2 separate regions of the Hordeum vulgare genome follow, and region 1 is linked to region 2. Evidence: chromatin contacts called from public Hi-C data. All regions are on one chromosome and are shown on one strand. The core of a region is the stretch at or near the end of the contact, and the rest is flanking DNA. Distances in the headings are between cores, read along the strand shown. Region 1 holds the start of LOC123444106. Region 2 holds the start of LOC123444102 (two pore calcium channel protein 1).

Region 1 (3,311 bases), core at 332-2,831, 510 kb after region 2:
TCTGTAAACTTTAATAATAAGCCTAGGTTTCCTTCCCAAACAAGTACCAAGAGTAGAGATTTTGTCCAATCAATAGTTTATTCTGTACTCCCTCTGTCAACTAATATAAGAGGGAGTAATATATATGTCCAAAATCATTGCCCAATTAGTGCACAATACCTCAGGTCTTACAACAAGTTAGCACAACCCCACCAATTATCTTATACAGCAAAGATTGGTGACCAATTCAATACAAAAGCCACGTATCTTGGCACTTGGTATGGATCCACCATTACTCACATATATCATACTCTACCGACTAGAAGATAGATAACTGAAATTGTTGACGCCCAAGCCAAGTCTTCCAAAGCTGCAAGCTGGTGCTGCCCTCACTGTAGCTTGGCCTATGAACATAATCTCTTGCTGTCTTATCAGTGCATACTATGTTATCTCAGCATGCCCATTTTACCAAAGCTCATAAGTTCATTACAAATGGCCGTTGCTAGGTAAAAATCCACCATCCCAGACTTTTCAGAATGCATAGTAAGGCATTTTTGTGCTGCCTTTTGCCATTTTTAACACACGATTCTACTGTTGTGCACTGAGGAACAAAATGATCTAGAAGCTCGTCTAAGAGCTACCACTACAGATAGGGCTCTAGCAAGCTCAGTAAGAAATTCCTTCCTCTAACTAAGGAGCTTCTACGAAGGGAACATAATCCTTATCAAGGTAGCACTCGGAATAAGCGGTAGTAATATCAAAATATGTGAACTACGTGCACAGAACACAGATCAAACACCTTATGTGCAGAAATGTTGACCCGTGCAACTTCCGGTCATCGAATCAAGCAACGTTCGAGGATGACAACTAGAGCACATACACGGAAACCAAGGAAAGAAATGTTGATTCGTGATCAAACAACCTAGATCGCAAACAGCAAATGACGCATTGCTGCAACGAAAGCAGATGAACAGAAATGCAAGAAGGGGACCTGGAACGTGAGTGAGAAGCGGTTCTTGAAGCCGCGTCGGGGGAGACGGCGGCGCAGCGGGGTCTGGCCACCCTCGAAGCCGAACCGAGCGGTGCCGCGCGCCTTCTGGCCCTTGTGCCCGCGCCCCGCCGTCTTGCCCTTCCCGGAGCCGATCCCGCGGCCCTTGCGCGTCTTCTGCTGCGTCGCGCCGGGGTTGTCGCGGAGGTCGTTGAGCCTCAGCAGGCTTCCCGCCGTCCTCAGTGGCCGCGACGCCTTTGGTGGCCGCGCCGCCGCTGACTGGGTGGCGTAGAAGTACGACGGCTGGCCAGGGGCGGGGAGGAGACGGGCGGGTGGGGCCGGGTGCGGTTGCGGGAGGCGGCGGGGGAGCACGGCGGCGGCGGGGATGGTGCGGAGGAGCTGGGAGGCGCGGCGCAACATGGCGGCTGTGGTACGCTGGCGGCTTCCTCCACCGGTCTGGGTGCGCCGGGGGTTTAGGGTTCTTTCCGTCTTTCCTTGGGACGGTGCTGAGTGCTGACTGCTGGCTAGCATCGTAGCCGTTGGATCCAGAATCAAAGGGTTAGAATGGACGGTTCCGCTTCCGCGGCATAACACGTGAGCCGCTGGCCGAAAAGTGGACGCTCAGGATCGCGTGCAGTGCAGTACAGTCTCGTCTCGCGCAGCGCCGAGCCGAGCCGAGGCCACCGCCGCAACACGCATCCCAAAAATCCCGAGCCTCCTCGCCGCCGGCGGCCATGGTGTCGCAGCACGGCATCCTCCTCGCCACGGGCCTCATATCCGACCACTTCGGCCCCCTCGTAGCAGTAAGTTCCCCGTCCACCTCCTACCCTCCCGTCGTTCCCTGGTACTGACATTGTGTCAGCGTGCTCGTGCGTGTGAAGCCCTAACCCCCGCCGCCCGATCCCTTCCCGCAGAAGGTGTGCGACTGCCTCCTCCGCCAGGGGGCGCTGCAGCTGCAGGAGATTGTGCGCCGTCTCAACCTCCCGCCCGGGCAGGTGAAGAACTCTCTCCTCGTCCTCATCCAGCACAACTGCGTTCAGGCCTTCTCGTCGCCCAGCCCCAGAGGCAAGCCCATACGCAAATCCCTTGACTATATGATTTGATGATTCGATTCGATGCCCTGCTAGTCGGTGACTCCATTAATTTTTCTGTGATTGTAGGCGATAGGACCATGACGCTCTACTTGACCATCTTCAACAATGTCCTGCACCGGCTGCGCTTCTCAAAGTTTATCTCTGTTATCCGTGCGGACATTCCAGAGGTCCGTACTTGGATGCGCACTTGATTTTGTTCACGCTTGCTTGTTAAAATCTGGGATTGATCAGAACAGCATCCATAATTCTCTGAATGCTGAAATCAGTGTGGAGCAGATGGTACTGTAGATTTTGTGCACCTACGAATTGTGCCTTGTGATCCTCGTTTCCAGATCCATATCAACATTGATCAATGGTCTAGAGGCGATGACATGGGGTAACTAAGATATCTGGGAGTATTACACTAAGGATTATTAACATGCCCTAAAACAATCACAATGCATCTTGATCTTGATTACTGATCTAGACTTGATGAGTGGGGCACTTGCAAATTTAGGTCGGGGTCCTGAGGCTGTGTTTTACTCTTTCATGATATTTAGGTACTGCAATCACTGTTGGCAAATAGAAGCTAGCTAATCCATTCTATCTGGAGTTTGCTGTTCAGTGTAATCAAATTATTGTAGTGCTGTACGTCTGAGCATGTTCTTCTTACTCCCTTCAAGATCATAAGGCATCATCTTTTTGTCGACAAACATTTTCTTCTATATGTGGTGCAGGACGAACTGTTTCATATTCTTACTATTCCAGCTTGATCATTCCAATTGTTTTAAACTAATGCTGTATTCACATCCTCGATTCATCCTCTGGGTTGATCTCTAAGTATGTTAGGCTGTGGTGCATGGCACGATGTATGACCCTATTTCCAATGTTCCTCACACTTATTAGGGGTGTCAAGGGTCCGTATTATCCATATTATTGGACTACTGTATTTGATAAAATACAAATATGGCTAAGATTTTCCTGAATTATTAACGTTCTGTATTTTCTCACATATTCATATTTGTACCCTGCCCTGAGGATTGAGAACTTGTGCACTCTGAAATCCCCCCAATCCATAATACTAGAGCATGTCAGAATCTGAACAAGCATTCACTTTTGCAGAAAGATGATCATATCTGCATTGCATAAAATAAGTTGCCTTATACTCCCTCCGTTCCTAAATATATGATGTTTTGGTAGTTCAAATTAAACTACGAAAACGTCATATATTCAGGAACGGAGGGAGTATCACACGGGATGTGTAACTATTT
Region 2 (3,662 bases), core at 317-2,816:
ATCAAAGCAAATATGTTAAGTGACCACAGCCAGTCCAACCGGAGATACACAAAATAGAAACTCATTGCCCTCCCGAACCTCGTATCATTCAAGACATCCTCAGGGATACCTACACCATCTTCTGCCTGCCAAAATAATCGTAATAGCTAATTAGACTTTTGAGTAAGTCAAACAATGCAAAGAAATTAACAGATGAACAATTCGTTTAACATCACCATAGAAGCTCCAACAAATATTCTTCCCGAAAGAAAGGTTATGTAAATATAGTCACATAGTTTTATTTCTGTGCTCTTTGGTGAGCCTGGTCTGGTGGTGGTTGTTGTGGGGTGCCTGGTAGTGGTACTGATTCATGGTAGTGTAATACTTTTGGTCTTTGTTGCGTAGTTTAGGATGATATCAGGTTTTCGCCCCGCAGTTCATGTTCCTGACGACAGGCGTGAACGGTGGGTTTCCTGATATTGTCCCGAACTCGCTTTTTTCCCTTTCCCTCTCTTTCTGGTCCTGGTCTCAAAACATTGTATTTCCGTTATGAAAGTAATGGAAAGGGAGAAAGCCCGGTTCGAAAACATAGTCACATAGTCTGATAAGTGCAGCCTAGCTAAGATTCAGTTACCCTGATTTCCTTGCAAGAGAAAATGGGACTTACTGTACTAAGGCCCTTATTTCATTGTATAAGTTCGAATACAATGTCAAATACCATAATGTAAAATACTAGATCAATCCGTAACATTTTTTGGCACTTCATCAGATAGACAATAAGCATCTAACACTCACGAACCAGCCGAGACCCAAACCCAAAAAAAATAAAATCAAGCAGCACCTCTGCTTCCTAACCATCTCCGCACGACAGCCGCGGCCACGTAGACCTCGGCACCAAATCAGCATGCTAAGCTAGGGCCGACAATCCATCAAACACCATTCCTACGCCACCTTACTCACAGTCGCCAGCCACAACAACCAACACCACAAGCCCCTCGAGGCTCGAGCATCTGAATTCCCAGTTACAGTCTACAGCAAACAGCGTAGCTGCTCGCTCAGCGAAACAGAGCAAGTGGAGCAGAGGACCAGCGAGCGAGAGAGAGGCAACGAGAGAGGTGGAGTGGGAACCGACGAGGTCGACGAGAGCGGCCGCCTTCTGGTAACGGTCGCCATGTGCTAGCGCGTCCGACCGCCTGCGGTACTTCCTGGAGCCCTGCCCGCCGCCCCCGTCGCTGAGGCGGCGACTGCCAGAGGACGCCAGGCCGCGCTCCGCCGCCTCCTCGGTGATGAGAGGCGCCTGCGCTTCGCTCATCCCGCTAGACTGAGATGCAAGCGGAGATCTGAAGCTACGAGAGGAACTGGAACTGGAACCTCGAAGTGGATTAGTTTAAGCAGGTGTTGTGTGGAAATGGGGGGAGTGCGATTAGAAGTAACCGGAACGGATCGTGTTCACCACGTCGCGGCTATCTCCACTGGCTGCCGCATATGGAGCACAGGTCGCCCGTAATCCCGTTGGGATCAGCGCGTGGACCAACAGCAAGGCAGGGAGACGGGGCACCAGCGAGGGTAGCTCATTGCTGGACGCCGCTGTTTGGTGTTTGCCTTTGACAGTGGACGGCCGTACAGGTCGTATGCGCGGGGGTAGCTTTCGGCACAGCTAGGGGTCGGATGGTGATGTCTGCGGGACATTATCGTCGAGAAGAATTTTGCATGCCCGTTCTCCTGCTGACGTGGCTGCTATAGGTGAGTCATGTGTATTTTGACTATATGCATCAAACCATGTGTGAATGAGGTATCTTGATGTCAAGACTCACTCTTGCAAACAATATGTATACTGCGCAACTGAATTTTCGCAGATGGGAAATACTTGGCTGAGTGCCACGTACTAGTTGTAGTGGGGAGGTTGTATGATATGCAGTTGGTCTGATTTGTATTAGATCTGCTGCGTGTAATACCGCATGCGCCCAACAAGATGCTGGTAAATTACAATTCTGTAATAGTGGTCGAGCAACTAATTTTACTCTTTTGATGAGAGACTCACCCAAACCATTTTGAGTATGGACATAAGGCACAGAGTGTTCTAAATGAATGCTCATAGCCATGCAATAGTCATTGAATGCACGTGAAGAAAATTTAGCGGCATTGTCCATTCGAATTGTTTTTATCCTATTTTCAGGATAATTTGCTCTTAATTTAATAATTTGAGCAATTAGCTTGGTAAAAGCATGATTTCGTGTGGACAATAGACATACATGTGACCATCTGGTAGATGCATCTATGAGCACCATGAAATATCTAAAAGGTCCTGATAGTGGTTGAATTGGACCACATATATCTCCTTGAATGAGGTATCTTCATGTCAAGACTCACTCTTACAAACAATATGTATAAGAAATAAAAGATAATCTTAATTAAGGATATGATGGATATACTTATCTTGAAGTCCTCAAGCATTTCTACTAGGGAAACATACATGAGAAAACAAGGTTAAATTATTGGAGAACGTTACATGAAAAACAAAAGAATTCTACGCTCATCAAGATCAATCTATGAAGATCAACATTTACAACACGGGAGTGCATCTACATATCCTTGTAGATCGCTAAGCGAAAGCATTGAGAAACGCGATTGATGTAGTCGAACGTCTTCGCGATCCAATCATAATTTGTGCCGCGATCCAATCACGAATGTCTCGATCAAGTGCCAAACGGACGGCACTCTAACATCCCATAATCGAAGCTCTAGAAGATTTCTTTTTTATTCCATTATCGCCGTGTGATTTATTTGGTTGTCATATTCATCATCGCATCATCTGCATAGCATCGGCACTTCGTTGTCGTCATTTTTTCAAAAAACTTGCATCTGTTAATAGTTGCTGGTTCGCTTCGTTTTTATCGTTTACCGTTTGGGGACCAACCACACACGCATGCGCTCGCGACACCATTAATATTTTCTTTTAAAAAGTGTTTATAAAACTTTCTCGGATTGGATTGAAAGTTGTCGTGCGATCTTATTTAATGTAGTGAGGCCGCTTGCCAAATTTCATCGTAATCGGAGTCCGTTTAATACCCGAACAGTTAAATGTATAGCGACACTATAGTCGGTCAAACGTCTGATGTTTCCGGTGTTTAAAAAACTTGTGTCGGGCTGCAAACCTCTCTCTCTCTCTCTTCTCAGCCCAAACCCTCCTACATAGCCCACTAACCATCCTGGCCAAACTCCGCGACTGGGACCGTACGATTGCGATCGCACGGTCGAAATCGGAGAAAAAAAACCATCCCTAGCTCCCTTTCCTATTTAAACAACCTACCCCTACCATTTTGGACCTAACCCTAGCTACCTCCTCGACCCATGCACAACCAACCCCAGCCTCCACAGCCAACCGCCTCTCTCTCCCACCTCCAGCGCGGGTCCGTGGAACCCAGATCCGGCCTGATCCGGGCTGAGCTCGTCGCCGCCGCTCCTAGAGAGGAGCTCCTCGCCTGCAACCGAGCCCGTGGGAGCCGAGCTCCCCGCGCCTGGTCCTCGCCAGCCCACGCAGCCGCTACCGCACCGAAGGGAGCCTCACACAGGAGCCCGCAGCACCGCCCGAGCCCGCCTCTCGCTGGCACCTGACCGCCTCCCGCCGGTGACCGCCACCGACCGCAGCTACTCCAGCCGAAGCTCGTCGGAGCTCCTCCATG

Evidence for each region. A called contact is a pair of places that touch in the nucleus more often than the background predicts.
Region 1: a contact with region 2 is called in a Hi-C map of seedling, with 4 times the contacts expected there. The contact joins the promoter of LOC123444106 here to the promoter of LOC123444102 in region 2. A contact is called at or near these places in 2 of 6 Hi-C or Micro-C datasets (leaf and seedling) and 1 of 1 datasets of contacts at active chromatin or transcription factors (embryo).

Annotation. Positions count from the first base shown.
Region 1 is chr3H:430,715,526-430,718,836 of MorexV3_pseudomolecules_assembly, forward strand. LOC123444106 reads left to right here and starts at 1,582. Exons shown (of 14, transcript XM_045120721.1): 1 at 1,582-1,770; 2 at 1,882-2,032; 3 at 2,128-2,228. The coding sequence starts at 1,702. LOC123444105 (50S ribosomal protein L15) reads right to left here and starts at 1,496. Exons shown (of 4, transcript XM_045120718.1): 1 at 971-1,496. The coding sequence starts at 1,387.
Region 2 is chr3H:430,204,304-430,207,965 of MorexV3_pseudomolecules_assembly, forward strand. LOC123444102 (two pore calcium channel protein 1) reads right to left here and starts at 1,567. Exons shown (of 24, transcript XM_045120716.1): 1 at 1,112-1,567; 2 at 1-125. The coding sequence starts at 1,291.